3 separate regions of the Mus musculus genome follow, and all the other regions are linked to region 1. The links are chromatin contacts, called in public Hi-C maps. All regions are on one chromosome and are shown on one strand. Each heading gives the region's core, a stretch centred on a gene start, on an enhancer-like site or on the middle of the called end of the contact. The rest is flanking DNA. Distances are from core to core; before and after follow the strand shown.

The links. Hi-C and Micro-C count contacts between places; a contact is called where the count stands out from the background.
Region 2: a contact with region 1 is called in a Hi-C map of bone marrow-derived macrophages, with 41 read pairs. The contact joins two enhancer-like sites. A contact is called at or near these places in 6 of 39 promoter capture datasets (the HPC-7 cell line, HPC-7-derived erythroid cells, hematopoietic stem and progenitor cells and 2 more), 2 of 15 datasets of contacts at CTCF or cohesin (large pre-B cells and pro-B cells), 25 of 484 Hi-C or Micro-C datasets (the AML12 cell line, B cells, the Ba/F3 cell line and 16 more), 4 of 115 datasets of contacts at active chromatin or transcription factors (the HPC-7 cell line, bone marrow-derived macrophages, double positive thymocytes and 1 more) and 1 of 9 other capture datasets (adipose tissue).
Region 3: a contact with region 1 is called in a Hi-C map of bone marrow-derived macrophages, with 35 read pairs. The contact joins two enhancer-like sites. A contact is called at or near these places in 1 of 15 datasets of contacts at CTCF or cohesin (pro-B cells), 4 of 484 Hi-C or Micro-C datasets (bone marrow-derived macrophages, myeloid progenitors, nephron progenitors and 1 more), 4 of 115 datasets of contacts at active chromatin or transcription factors (Th17 cells, embryonic stem cells and large pre-B cells) and 2 of 9 other capture datasets (adipose tissue and liver).

What each region holds. Positions count from the first base shown.
Region 1 is chr8:117,195,974-117,199,848 of GRCm38.p6, reverse strand. It overlaps Gan (giant axonal neuropathy), which reads right to left. Exons shown (of 11, transcript NM_001081151.2): 9 at 3,269-3,397. Among named protein-coding and RNA genes, the nearest start is that of Gan, 40 kb to the right of the region's middle. Within about 2 kb of position 1,573, at least 141 of the 459 cell types and tissues checked have an H3K27ac peak or open chromatin away from gene starts, as enhancers often do. A contact at or near this core is called in the HPC-7 cell line, bone marrow-derived macrophages and myeloid progenitors, where this site is marked.
Region 2 is chr8:117,065,071-117,068,939 of GRCm38.p6, reverse strand. Pkd1l2 (polycystic kidney disease 1 like 2) reads left to right here. Exons shown (of 43, transcript NM_029686.4): 6 at 627-856; 7 at 3,024-3,437. Among named protein-coding and RNA genes, the nearest start is that of Pkd1l2, 15 kb to the left of the region's middle. Within about 2 kb of position 1,804, at least 24 of the 459 cell types and tissues checked have an H3K27ac peak or open chromatin away from gene starts, as enhancers often do. A contact at or near this core is called in the HPC-7 cell line and bone marrow-derived macrophages, where this site is marked.
Region 3 is chr8:117,363,065-117,366,845 of GRCm38.p6, reverse strand. All of the region lies in intron 1 of Cmip (c-Maf inducing protein), which reads right to left. Among named protein-coding and RNA genes, the nearest start is that of Gm51554, 50 kb to the right of the region's middle. Within about 2 kb of position 1,880, at least 59 of the 459 cell types and tissues checked have an H3K27ac peak or open chromatin away from gene starts, as enhancers often do. A contact at or near this core is called in bone marrow-derived macrophages and myeloid progenitors, where this site is marked.

The DNA of each region.
Region 1 (3,875 bases), core at 324-2,823:
CTGAGCCTCGTAGCTGCAGGGGAACGCATGAGGCAGGCAGTGACTGTGTAGCATCTGGTTTTGCTCATGCTCAGTGTTTTACAAATGCCCTGAGTGTCACTGACAAGAGGTCCTGGCAGCTGCTCTCTGTTTACACAGGGGAGTCTGGGAAAACAAAGGCTGGAGATGCATGGTGTATATTAGAAAAAAAAGGTTTTAAGATTGGGAACTTATTTTTTGTGTGTTTGTGTATGTATTCATGTGTGATGATGTTATATTCACATGTGTTTATGTATGTATTCGTGTGTGATGGTGTGCTTGCACACGGGTCTAGGCCGATGTCATACCTGGCTTTCTTGAGGGTACCAGGGACAGAATGAAGACCCGAAGGTTTGAGCAGCAAGTACTTTACTGACTGGCCCCCCTCCCCCAACCCCTTTAAATACAAGGATGGGGCCAGGGACATGCTCAGTGGTAAAGAGTGCTGGCTGCTTTTCAAGAAGACCTAAGTTCGGGTCCTAGCATCCATGTCTGGTGCTCACAACTCCAGCTCCTAGGGATCTCACACCCTCTTTTGACCCCCTTGATCATCTCCCACATATCGCACACATACATAAATAAGTAATAAAAAATAAATATAAGGTCCGGCATGGTGGGGAGTCAGAGGCAGGCAGGCAGATCTCTGTGAGATCATGACATGCCCAGACTATATAGAGTTCCAGGCCAGTCAGGGCTACAGAGTGAGACCTCGAAACAGAAACAGAAAAAGAAAGAGTTAAAGTAGACACATAGAAACAAATCACAGTTGGTGAGATGGCTCAGCCGGTGAGAGCACCGACTGCTCTTCTGAAGGTCCTGAGTTCAAATCCCAGCAACCACATGGTAGCTCACAACTATCCTAATGAGATCTGACTCCCTCTTCTGGTGTGTCTGAAGTCAGCTACAGTGTACTTATCTATAATAATAATAAATAAATCTTAAAAAAAGAAACGAATAAGAAACAAAGCATCGCCCTCCTTCCCATCACAGCGCTGTGGTCTCCTACTCAGAAGGGACTCTGAGCAGGCTGACTGGAACCCAAGGTTCTTCTAACAATACAGTGTGTCCCGGCACGCCTGGGAAGTGTTACAGTCAGACTTGATCCCACCCAAGGCAGCAGACAAAAGGAAAAGAAAGGTAAGCAAACGACTCTGACATGTTGCAGCTCACGCTGACTACGCACGGAGTCAGCCATCACAAAAAAGTAGTTTATCAGAAGGCAAACACACTGCTACTGCTTGTTAATCAGGCGGGACAGACTGTCTCCCGCTCATCTGGGCAGGAGATGAATACACTATTTCCTACGGAGGCAGCCTCCCCCACTGTGGCTTCTCAAAGGAGAAGTAAGAAGCCTGACATCCCCTCCACCCCCCAGCAAATGCCTTCCAAGCTGCCTCCTCATTTTCTGTCTACTGAATTCCCCTGGCAATCTCCCTCTGATGACGGGAAGTAAAGACTCGTCTGAAGTGTCTGAGAGGGAAAACACGTGACAGACCAGGCAACAGTCACAGGCATGTCTAACACTGTGTCTGTTTATTCTTCGCCGATCTCAAAGTCAGGAAAGGAGGCGCTATCTTATGGCACCCCCATCTGGTAATAAAGTGCATAGGGCCACACTGTGCAGCAGGCTCCCCTGGGGATCTGAATACGTCACTGGAGTGAGAACACTGCCTGGTGCTTACGAAAATGTGTGAGAGGAGGGGAGGGGCAGTGCCTACCACAGGCTCACGCCATGGCCTGTCTGGCATTTTTAAAAAGGTTGTTCTTCTTACATTTATTCATTTACTGTGTGTGTCTGTGTTGTGTGCTTGTCTCTCTCTCTCTCTGTGCCTGTGTATCTGTATATGTGTGTGTCTGTGTATCTGTATATGTGTGTGTCAGTGTCTCTGTATCTGTACATGTGTGTGTCTGTGTGTGTGTGTCAGTGTCTCTGTGTATCTCTGTTGTGTTTGTGTCTGTGTGCATGCACTGACAAGCTGTGTGGAGGTCAGAGGACAGGCTGTGGGACTCCGCTTTCTTTCGCTTTTGGGGGTCGGTCCTGGCAATTGAATCCTGACAGTGTTTTAATATCTCAGACACCAGCTCAATTGACACATGATGCACTGAGCATCTGATGCCTGTCAGGTTTCCTACTGGAGGACCACGTGGGACCGAGCCGTGTATACACTCAGTTAGCAGTTAGGAAGCCAGCCCTATGTGCAGAAGCTTAGGGATCAGGGTCTGAGGTGTGTGTGTAAGCATGGAAGAGGACAGCAAAGGCTTTCTCTGGAGAGTGACAGCTTTGGAAACAGCCAAGTTAACTAGATGGGCAATGAGGGGTATTTCAGGCAGAAGCAGCCTAGAGATGAGCTAGCTAAGGGCTCAGTGTAGAGCCTCTGGGCAGACAGCAGCAGGAAAAGCAGATGCAGGCCCTGTCATAAAAGGCTACATATGGCCAGGTGTAGTGGTGCAAGCCTTTAACCCCAGGCAGAAGTAGGTGGATCACTGAGTTTCAGTGTCAGTCTGGTCTATGTAGCAAGTTCCAAGATAGCCTGGATTACACAGAGAAACTCTGTATGCAAAACAAAACAACAACAAAAAAGCAGCCATTACACTAACAGGACAACGTCAGATATGTGCTAAGTTCCAGGTTCCGTGTTGTTTCCTTAAGTCACTATGGTGGTTTGAATGAGAATAAACCCCATAAACCCATATATTTGAATCCTTGGTCCCTAGTTGGTGGAACTGCTTGGGAAGGGTTGCAGGGTGTGTGTGTGTGTGTGTGTGTGTGTGTGTGTGTACTTGTCGGAGGAGGTGTGCCACTGGTAGTGAGTGGGCTTTGTGGTTCTAAGAGACTCATCATTACCAGTCCTCTGACCCCCTCCCTCCCTCCCCCCCTCCTTCCCTCCCTCCACCTTTTGGATGAAGATGTAACCCCTTAGCTGTTCCTACTGCCACGCCTTTGCTCCAGCCTCACAGACTCTAACCCTCTAACACCATACGCCCAATGTCACGTGCTCTTCTATAAGCTGTCTGAGTCATCATGTCTTACCACAGCAACAGAGGAGTAACTCAGATATCAACTTCTCAAGTCACTGAGAAAATACCCAGCATGCAGTGGACACACCCCCTAAGGAGAGAACTCAGTGATGTCACTGGGAATCAAAGCTGAGACACACCCCTGAAGCATGGAGGGAGGGACAGGAGGGGAAGCCTGGAGAGTCTGCTGCATGGGGAGAAGGGCAGGCGTGGAAGCCTCTAGACTGATTACCTCTTAAACTCGTCATGATAGAACTCGGACTTGCAGGTGACCATCTCGCTGCCCTGGATGTCCTCTCGACTTCGGACGCCTCCAAACACATACAGCTCCATGGCAACACCACAGGCCACTGCTCCAAACCTGCAGGACCACAGAACACAGATGCTGGCTTAGAACTCAGGACCTCAGGGTAGGCTGGAACCCACCATGTACATCGGACTGTCCTTGAACTCACAGCAATCCTCTTGCCTCAGTAGTCTCCAAGTGCTGTGATAGAGGTATATGTGTGCTTGAGTGCACTTGTATGTGTGTGCATTTGAGTATGTGAGGCCCAACGTCGATATCACTAGTGATTTCTTATTCATTAATGCAAGGTCTCTCAGTTGAACGCAGAGTTTGCCGATAGGGCAGTCCAGCTAGCCAGCTTTCTTAGGGATCCTTCATCTTTGTCTTTCCAGTGCTGGGACCACCTGCCTGACATTTACTTGGATATTGGGGATCTGAGCGCTGGCCCCCATGTTTGTGCAGCACAGTACACACTTTAACCCTGAGCCATTTCCCCAGCATCGATTGTACCTGCAATGCTCTGTGCTATATGTGCATATGGGCCTTCTGTTTT
Region 2 (3,869 bases), core at 555-3,054, 130 kb after region 1:
AAGTCAGGCATGGTGGCATGCATTGTAATCCCAGGACTGGGGAGACCGAGACCGGAGGATCCCGGTAGTTCACTGGACTCCTGAAGAATATCACCCAAGGTTGACCTCTGGCACACACACACACACACACACACACACACACACACACACACGTAATTGTTTTCAAAGGGTTGGCAGCTGACATTTTCCAAGGCTGATCCATGCTATTCCTGATCCCATGCTGAGTTGTCATAGTGTGACCTCCCCTAACATAGAGAACAGGGCGTGTTGTGTGACATCTTTTTCTTGTCTTTGTCAAACTTTTATGTATTTATTTATTTACTGACTGACTGACTGACTGACTGAGACAGTCCAGACTAGCCTCTGAATCACTATGTAGCAGAGGATGATCTTGAACTTCTAATCTTCTGCCTCCTCCTGCCGGGTGCTGGGACCACAGATAGGCGTCGTCGCACCCAGTTAACGGAGGGCTGGAGATCAAATTCCAAACAGCATCCATGCTAGACAAGACCGCTCCCCACTGTGCTACATGCGGTCCCGCCCCCGCCCCTGCCATCTTGCCTTTGCAGAGCACGAGAGTTGTGAACTCATGTATGATTGTTGAACCCCCGCTCTCCCTCCCACAGTGTGTCCAGCAACGTGACCCACCAGTTCAGCTCTCCTGGGGAGTTCACAGTGTTTGCTGAGTGTACGACCAGTGAGTGGCACGTGACTGCTCAGAAGCAAGTGATCCTTTGCGAGAAGGTGGAGACGCCTCGTATCACTGGGTGCACTGGCCTGGCTGGAGCTGGAGTCGGCCTTCTCTGTCAGGCTGTCTTTGGGGAACCCCTGTGGGTTCAGGTGGATCTGGATGGAGGTGAGTCTGCAGGATGGAGCAGGTGGAGGCACGTGGTGGGATTTGCCTCTCCCAAATCTATCCAGCTAACCTGAGGCTTTAGCGTCTTAGCTACCTTGTGTTCATTTTTTTAAACACCCGTGGCATCTTCAGGGCTCTAAGTGCTTGACCTGTGATGGCACACTCAGGATAGACTCCACGTTAATCCACCCCAAGCTAGGTTAGTGAGCCGGCGAGAACCCTCACCTTCCCAAGGCTCTTTCTGCAAGTCCACAATCTATATCTGAAACACCGGCTCTCCATACCACTTCTCTGGGCGGCGGGGGGGGTGGGGGGTGGGGGGTGGAGGGGTGGGTTTCAATAGGAAGGGGTGGGACTGGGAGGGGCTGACCACTTGCGTGGCGCCATCCTGTAGCCATGAAACCTGACAATCAGCGGTTCACACATGGATACAAGCCTATCCACAGTTCTGGCGAGGGTACACTCTGATTGGACACAGTGTCTTCCACTTAAGCCAGAGGCCATTCTGATTGGTTCCTGCATCTACCTTGATTAGCCAAGGCTTCTACGCTGATTGGTTACAGCTTCCGCTCTAATTTATTACAGAGATCACTCTAACTGTGCCCACCGATCCATTACTCCTTGGCACATCCATCCCAGGGCTTGGATTGTTCCCATCGATATTTTAAGTAGCACCGTTTTTGCCCACAGAGACACCCCTGCCTTATCCACAGCAATCTTTCCCCACAAAGCATAGTCCAGTTAGAGTGCTTAATGGAGACCTTTTGACATAAATTATGCAGTGCAGAGCTAGGGTGATGGTGATGGTGGTGTGGGGGATGTTGGTGGTGATGGCGTAATGATGATGGTGATGGTGGTGATGATGGTGATGATGATGGTGGTAATCATCAAATGAGGAAGGATCTGACTCAGTATGACATCTTTCACTCGGTCGTCTTAATGGGGATGTGATGGGGCTCTGACACGGCACTCGTGAGCTTCCTTCCTGTTCCTGTGTGCCTGCTGCCTAACAGGGGCTGGTATGTGCACCCGGGGTAAAGTAAAAAAAATCTTTTGTTGATTTATTTAGTCTTCCTACAAATGTAATTGTGTGTCAGCTCTGCCAGGCGTGGGGAAGGTGGGGATACACATGAAAGCAAAGGGCCCTGCTCCTGTAGGGCTTTGGGCTGTCACCATTATCACCAAATGATTATCATCACCATCATCAACACCACTATCTTCATCATCATCACCACCACCACCACCACCAGTATGTCCTCTTCTCCTCCTCCTCTTCCTCCCCCTATTTTTCCCCCTTTATCCAAACAAGAAATGTATTTGGCATGGCTTCTACTGGGAAGAATATCATCTGGTTACACACACATATTTTCAACCCACTATAATATTTGGCATCCAGCTAGGACGGCAATCTGCAGCCTGCAAGGGAGGCGCCACTTTGTGGGGAACAGGCTGAGTTTTATAGAGATTTGCCTGTCCTAGGTCATCAGTGGATGTTGGAGGAAACACCTTCACCTATTTTGGCTGAAAACAACTCTTGAAGTTCATTCTCCTGCTTTCCTGCTTCACAACTCTTGTGCACCCCCCCCCATGCCTCTTTTTCAGTTTCTTACTGAAGGGGGGGTGTCCCTATCATCAGGATGTTCTAAGCATTTGCTACAAACTTCTGGTTTCAAGGGCATAAACAAATAACAACGGGGCTGCAGCTGCAGCTGTTGGAAGAGTACTTGCCGTTCAAGAAACCCTGGGTTTGGTCTCCAGACTGAACACAGTGGTGCTGGCCTGTAATACTGATTCTTGAGAGGTTCAGAGAGGAAAATTAAAAGTTCAAGGCCAGCCTCTGCTACATAGTGAATGAAGTCAAGGACAGCCTGGGCTACTTTAGACCCTATCTCAAAAACAAACAAACAAACAAACAAACAAACAATTTAAAAAATGATCAGAGAGGATCCAGAAAGTTTAAAAAAAAATCACTTACTAAACCGATCTCAAAAATAGTTAAAAATTAGTTACAGTTAGCATTTAGCACAGTGGTTTATCCTCATGTATTTCTTTGGACCCATATCTATGTCTACTGCTGAATTTGACATTAGAACTCAGCCTGAACTATCTTAGAATGCTAGCTGCACCGTTGATAATAGCTTTTCTAAATTTCCCTTACTCTCGCTAGGAGCCGGGGCGACTTATGCTGTGCTTTCGCATAACAGAACTCTGGCTGAGTTCACCGCCCAGAGGGGCTCGCAGCTTTACAATCTGACCTTGGACAGAGACATCCAGGAGATGCTGGGCCCTGGGAGGCACCACCTAAAGATCCAAGCTGTCAGCAATGAAGGCACCGGCACTGCCTCCGCCCCCTCTGGAAACTTCACTGTGTACTTTGTAGAGCCGCTGTCGGGGCTGCGGGCCTCCTGGGCTTCTGACCGTGTGGAGCTTGGGTGGGACTTGGTGGTCAATGTCTCAGTGGCTCGTGGCACCCTGGAGGAGCTGACCTTCGAGGTGGCGGGACTCAACGCGAACTTCTCCCAGGAGGAAGAGAGTGTTGGGCAGTCATCTGGGAACTACCACGTGGCGGTTCCTGCTGAAGGTACTGAGGCTGGCAGCTTCCCCTGGCACTCTGCCCCCCTTTTATATTTCTGATTTCGTTCCCCTGGGGCTTGGAGGGGTACCAGGAAAGAGATGACACCAGGCAGGTATGAGGATCTCAGGCCTTCTGCCAAAGGTCTGCTGAGAGAACAAAGATTGCACAAGAGAGCCACTGGGGCTTTGCTAAGTGCCCCCTAAGACCCCCAATCTCCTCCTCCAGCGTGGTCCTAATGATTCCTTCCACCCCCTTCTCCAAGAGTCTTGCTTGAAATAGGAAGAAGCCAAAGGATGGGAAAATGCACACCACACTGGGGCTTTAATCCCCGTGACAACTGGCAGACGTATCTGTGCTCCGTGAGCCATACGTGTCCCAGGATAGATGTGAATGTGGCCCAACATAAACTTGCAAACTTACTTAAAACATTATGAGATT
Region 3 (3,781 bases), core at 631-3,130, 170 kb before region 1:
CCAGCCAGCCCTTACCCTCCTAGGGGCAGAGCCCGTTAGAAATGTTCAGATCAGTTCCAACCCAAACACCTCTTCCTCTGACCACTAAGCAGATGAGGGAAGAGGAGCCTTGGCTCTTTCTTAGCTGTCACTGGAGCAAGCACGGCTTGCTGCACACTGCCACCATCAGGAGCTCTCTAGCAGTGATGAGCATCCGTCCCCAGCATGCTGCTGTGAGTTTTCATTGGGTCACCTTCCAGCTGTCAAGCACTCTCCTCCAGAGGACAGCATTCGAGACCCATACCTGTCCTAGCTCCACTGTCTGGGGGCACTCAAACCACGCAGGGCACTGCTCAGCATGGGAGAAGGAGGCACTGTGGGGTCACCCTGCATGGGACAGATTCCTCCTGGGGACACTTGACCAGCCCTGAGCCATGTCCAGGAGTAAGCTTGCTAGAAATTAGTAGCCTTGGAGGGTTTCTGTTCATAAACAAGGCCCCAGGGTGCAGCTGTGACTCGGGAAGCAGGTAACAGGTGCTGGTCGGGCAGTTTTTGCATGTGGAGGAGCTTCTGGGTGCCCACTCCTGCAGCCTGACTGACTTAGAGGCTTTTACAAGGACCACCTTCACTCCACTGGTCAGGTCCTGCTTTTGTTGGGAGAACCTGGCCAGCCGCAAGAAAACACCCTGGGAGAAATTACAAGTAAGAGATAGATTCAGGGATGCGGCTGAGGTGCAAATATGGAAGGGGGGATCCTGAGGAGAAAAGCAAAGGGCAGGAATGGCAGGGGTCTGGGGACTAGATTTCCTGGGGTCCAGCCTCAACTATGGACAGTTTGATGTGAGGTGGTTCTACCCTTCGGTGCCTTGGTTTCCCCCATCAGGGTCTCCCAGAGGTATCAAAGGGATAGATACAGACTCCTAAAAGCCACTTAAAAATGGTATGTGCCCACAAAGCCACTTAAAAAGGGCAGAACCCAGAGGCCGGGCACTGACCCTACCACCCCTACCTTCACATTTGGCGACAGGTGACACCCACCACCCAGAGACCTTCCCACGGGAGCAGCAATACCACCTTCATTTCCTGCGCGGAAACCTGAATTGTTTGTTTGCTTCTTGGGGCAAGGTCTCATGAAGTCAAGGAAGGCCTGAGACTGTGTAGGGGAAGGTAACTTTGAACTCCTGAGCCTCCTGCCTCTACCTGCAGGGCGCAGGGAACACAGGTACGCACCATCTTGCTCCAGTTCTCATCGGAACTCTCATCTCGTGGATGGGGAAAGATACCGGTCTGAGGAGGAGGGAGGAGGCAGAACTCGCTGTATTGAGCTTGTGGAGACCCACACCTCTGATTCCCCACCTGGGCCCTTCCTACCCTCTCTACCACCTCAGGCAGAGAAGACAATGCAGGTGGGGCCAGAGAGACCTGTCTCAGAGGAGAGACAGGAGCCTGTGGTTCCTGGACAAGATGGATCAGCAGACAAAGGCACCTGCCACCAAGCCTCATGACCCGAGTTCCAGTTCCTGGGAGCTGCACGGAGGGACAAAGAAAACTGACCCCTCAAAGGCTGTCCTCTGACTTCCATGTGTGTGATATGGCACACATGCAAATAAACTAAATAAAATGCAAAAACAAAAACAAAAAAACACCCTACAAAATTTTAAAAGATGCTAGGCTCTGAAGACAAGGCACACATGCACACATGCACACATACACACAGGCACACGTTCAAATCCTCCTGGCGTAGTCTCTCCCCAGCTGCGTGCCCTTGAGCCACTCAATGTCGTGAGCAACAACGTCCGGTATATTTCATTGTATTTTGCCAGTCTGAAGGCGCAGCTCAACTTCCCTTGCAAGCAAGTGTCTTCCCAGCAGCCTCAGCTGACAGCGGATACAAGCCTGTGACACCGCCATAGGTCAGAGGAGGTGCTTGCGACATGGCTGGCACTCAGCATAGCGCCACAGGGAATTGGCTTACTGAAGAACCCCTCCTTTCTCAACTTAGCAGCTGACCAGCCTGTACCACCTACCTAAGAATAATATGTGGAGCAACAGCCGTGGGTAGGAACCTCCCCTCCCACCTACCCTAAAAGACCAGCATTGCCCCAGCCCCAGAGCCCCATCAGACCTGAAGCCCATACTCTGGATAGGACAGTCGTAGACAATTCAACCCTAAACCTGAGCCTGCTCAGCATATGACACAAATGCCAGTGGCCTGACTCATGGCATGTTAGGTAGAAAGCACATCTATGGGACCCTGTGTAAGCCAGTGGGGCAGGACGAACAGCTGACCCTGGCTGCAGCCCCAAGGGCTTCGCCTGTTTACTGTGGCTCTGATGAAGTCAGTCTTGGGGGAACCATCCCTCCGGGGTTGACATCATCGCTCTAGAGACCCACAAGCTCCTCTGAGGCCTGATCTCTCTCCTCTGAATGTGTTACGATCCCTGGTGTAGAACCTGTACCTGCACAGGGATCAGGGACGGTGACATGTGGCTTGAGGAAGTTTTGCTGAAGGTCACTCAGTCCCACCCCCTCACAACGCTATGGGCCTGGCAGAACTCCCAGGAAGCCCTCAGCATCCCCAGCTGCTGCTGTGTGATACCAGCCTGATGGCTTGCCTCAGTTTCCCTCTTCTGAAGAACAGGGGGCAGTCATGGTGGGGAAGGCGCAATGGCGGGGGGGGGGGGGCATCAGTCATGTGTCCAACTCAGAGTTAAGTGCTCAGCTAATCTTAGCTATCAATCAGGTGGTAACTCTGAGAACATTCCAGAAGCAGCAGGCATTCATTCCTACCATCTCTATCAAAAGGCAACAAACAGAGCCCTTCTCAAAGAAACAGGAATGAGCAGGACCCCATTATTCGATGATGATGCCCTGCGGCTGGTGCCAGCAACCACTTTGACAGACACCACTGTGTAGGTCCCTAAAGGGATGACATGGTCCCTCTCTTGTAGGTCAATGTGCTGGTCCTAGCACTCGGTGTCACCAGCTAGACCATGGTCTCTTTGTGCATCTATCTGTCCTGATGCTCTATGAGCCCCAAAGAGCAGGGACAGGACCTGACTTAGAGCCACCATGTCCCTATAGTACAGCATCAGGCATATAAGAGATGGGCAGGTACAGCCAGAGGGGGACCTCAGCCAACATCAATGCCATGTTCTTAGAGAATCTCCACCACCTCCCCTCCTCTTTCACCTGATGAACAACTAGAATTTTCCAGCGGTCCAGTAAAGCCTCTTCCAGCTTCCTAGTTCCCGCTAAGCCGCAGCCTTTCTCTGAAGTACTAGCCGACATCCTGAGCTGTCAGGGTGGGGCCGGAACAATCTCAGGCTTTGCTGGCCTTGCTTAGTGACATGCCAGGTGCCAGGCCTGGAATCCCTGCCACATCCTCCTGCCAGCTAGCGGGACTCCTGGGGCTGTGAAGGCTGTCGCGGTGCCAAGCCAGGGCAGTCCCAGGACAGGCTGGCAGCCTGGACCACGGGGACCACATAGTCACCAGCACACGTGATAACAAAGAATACACAGCCACCAAGAGATTGTAAAGGTTGGTGCTCTTGGCTGGTGCAGGAGCAGGGTGGGATCTACATTTCAGCAATGCCCAGGAACTTTCTAGAACGGTGGGGAAGTCTTATATGTGTAACTCACTACATAGTCAAGAATGACCATGAACCCTCATACCTGGCCCTCCTGTCTCCCCATCTCCGGTGCCAAGCTTTGCAAGCACGAACCTCCATTTATACACAGTGCTGGAATGGAACCCAGCAACTCATGCACGCCAGGCAAGTACCCGCCAACCTTGCCACAT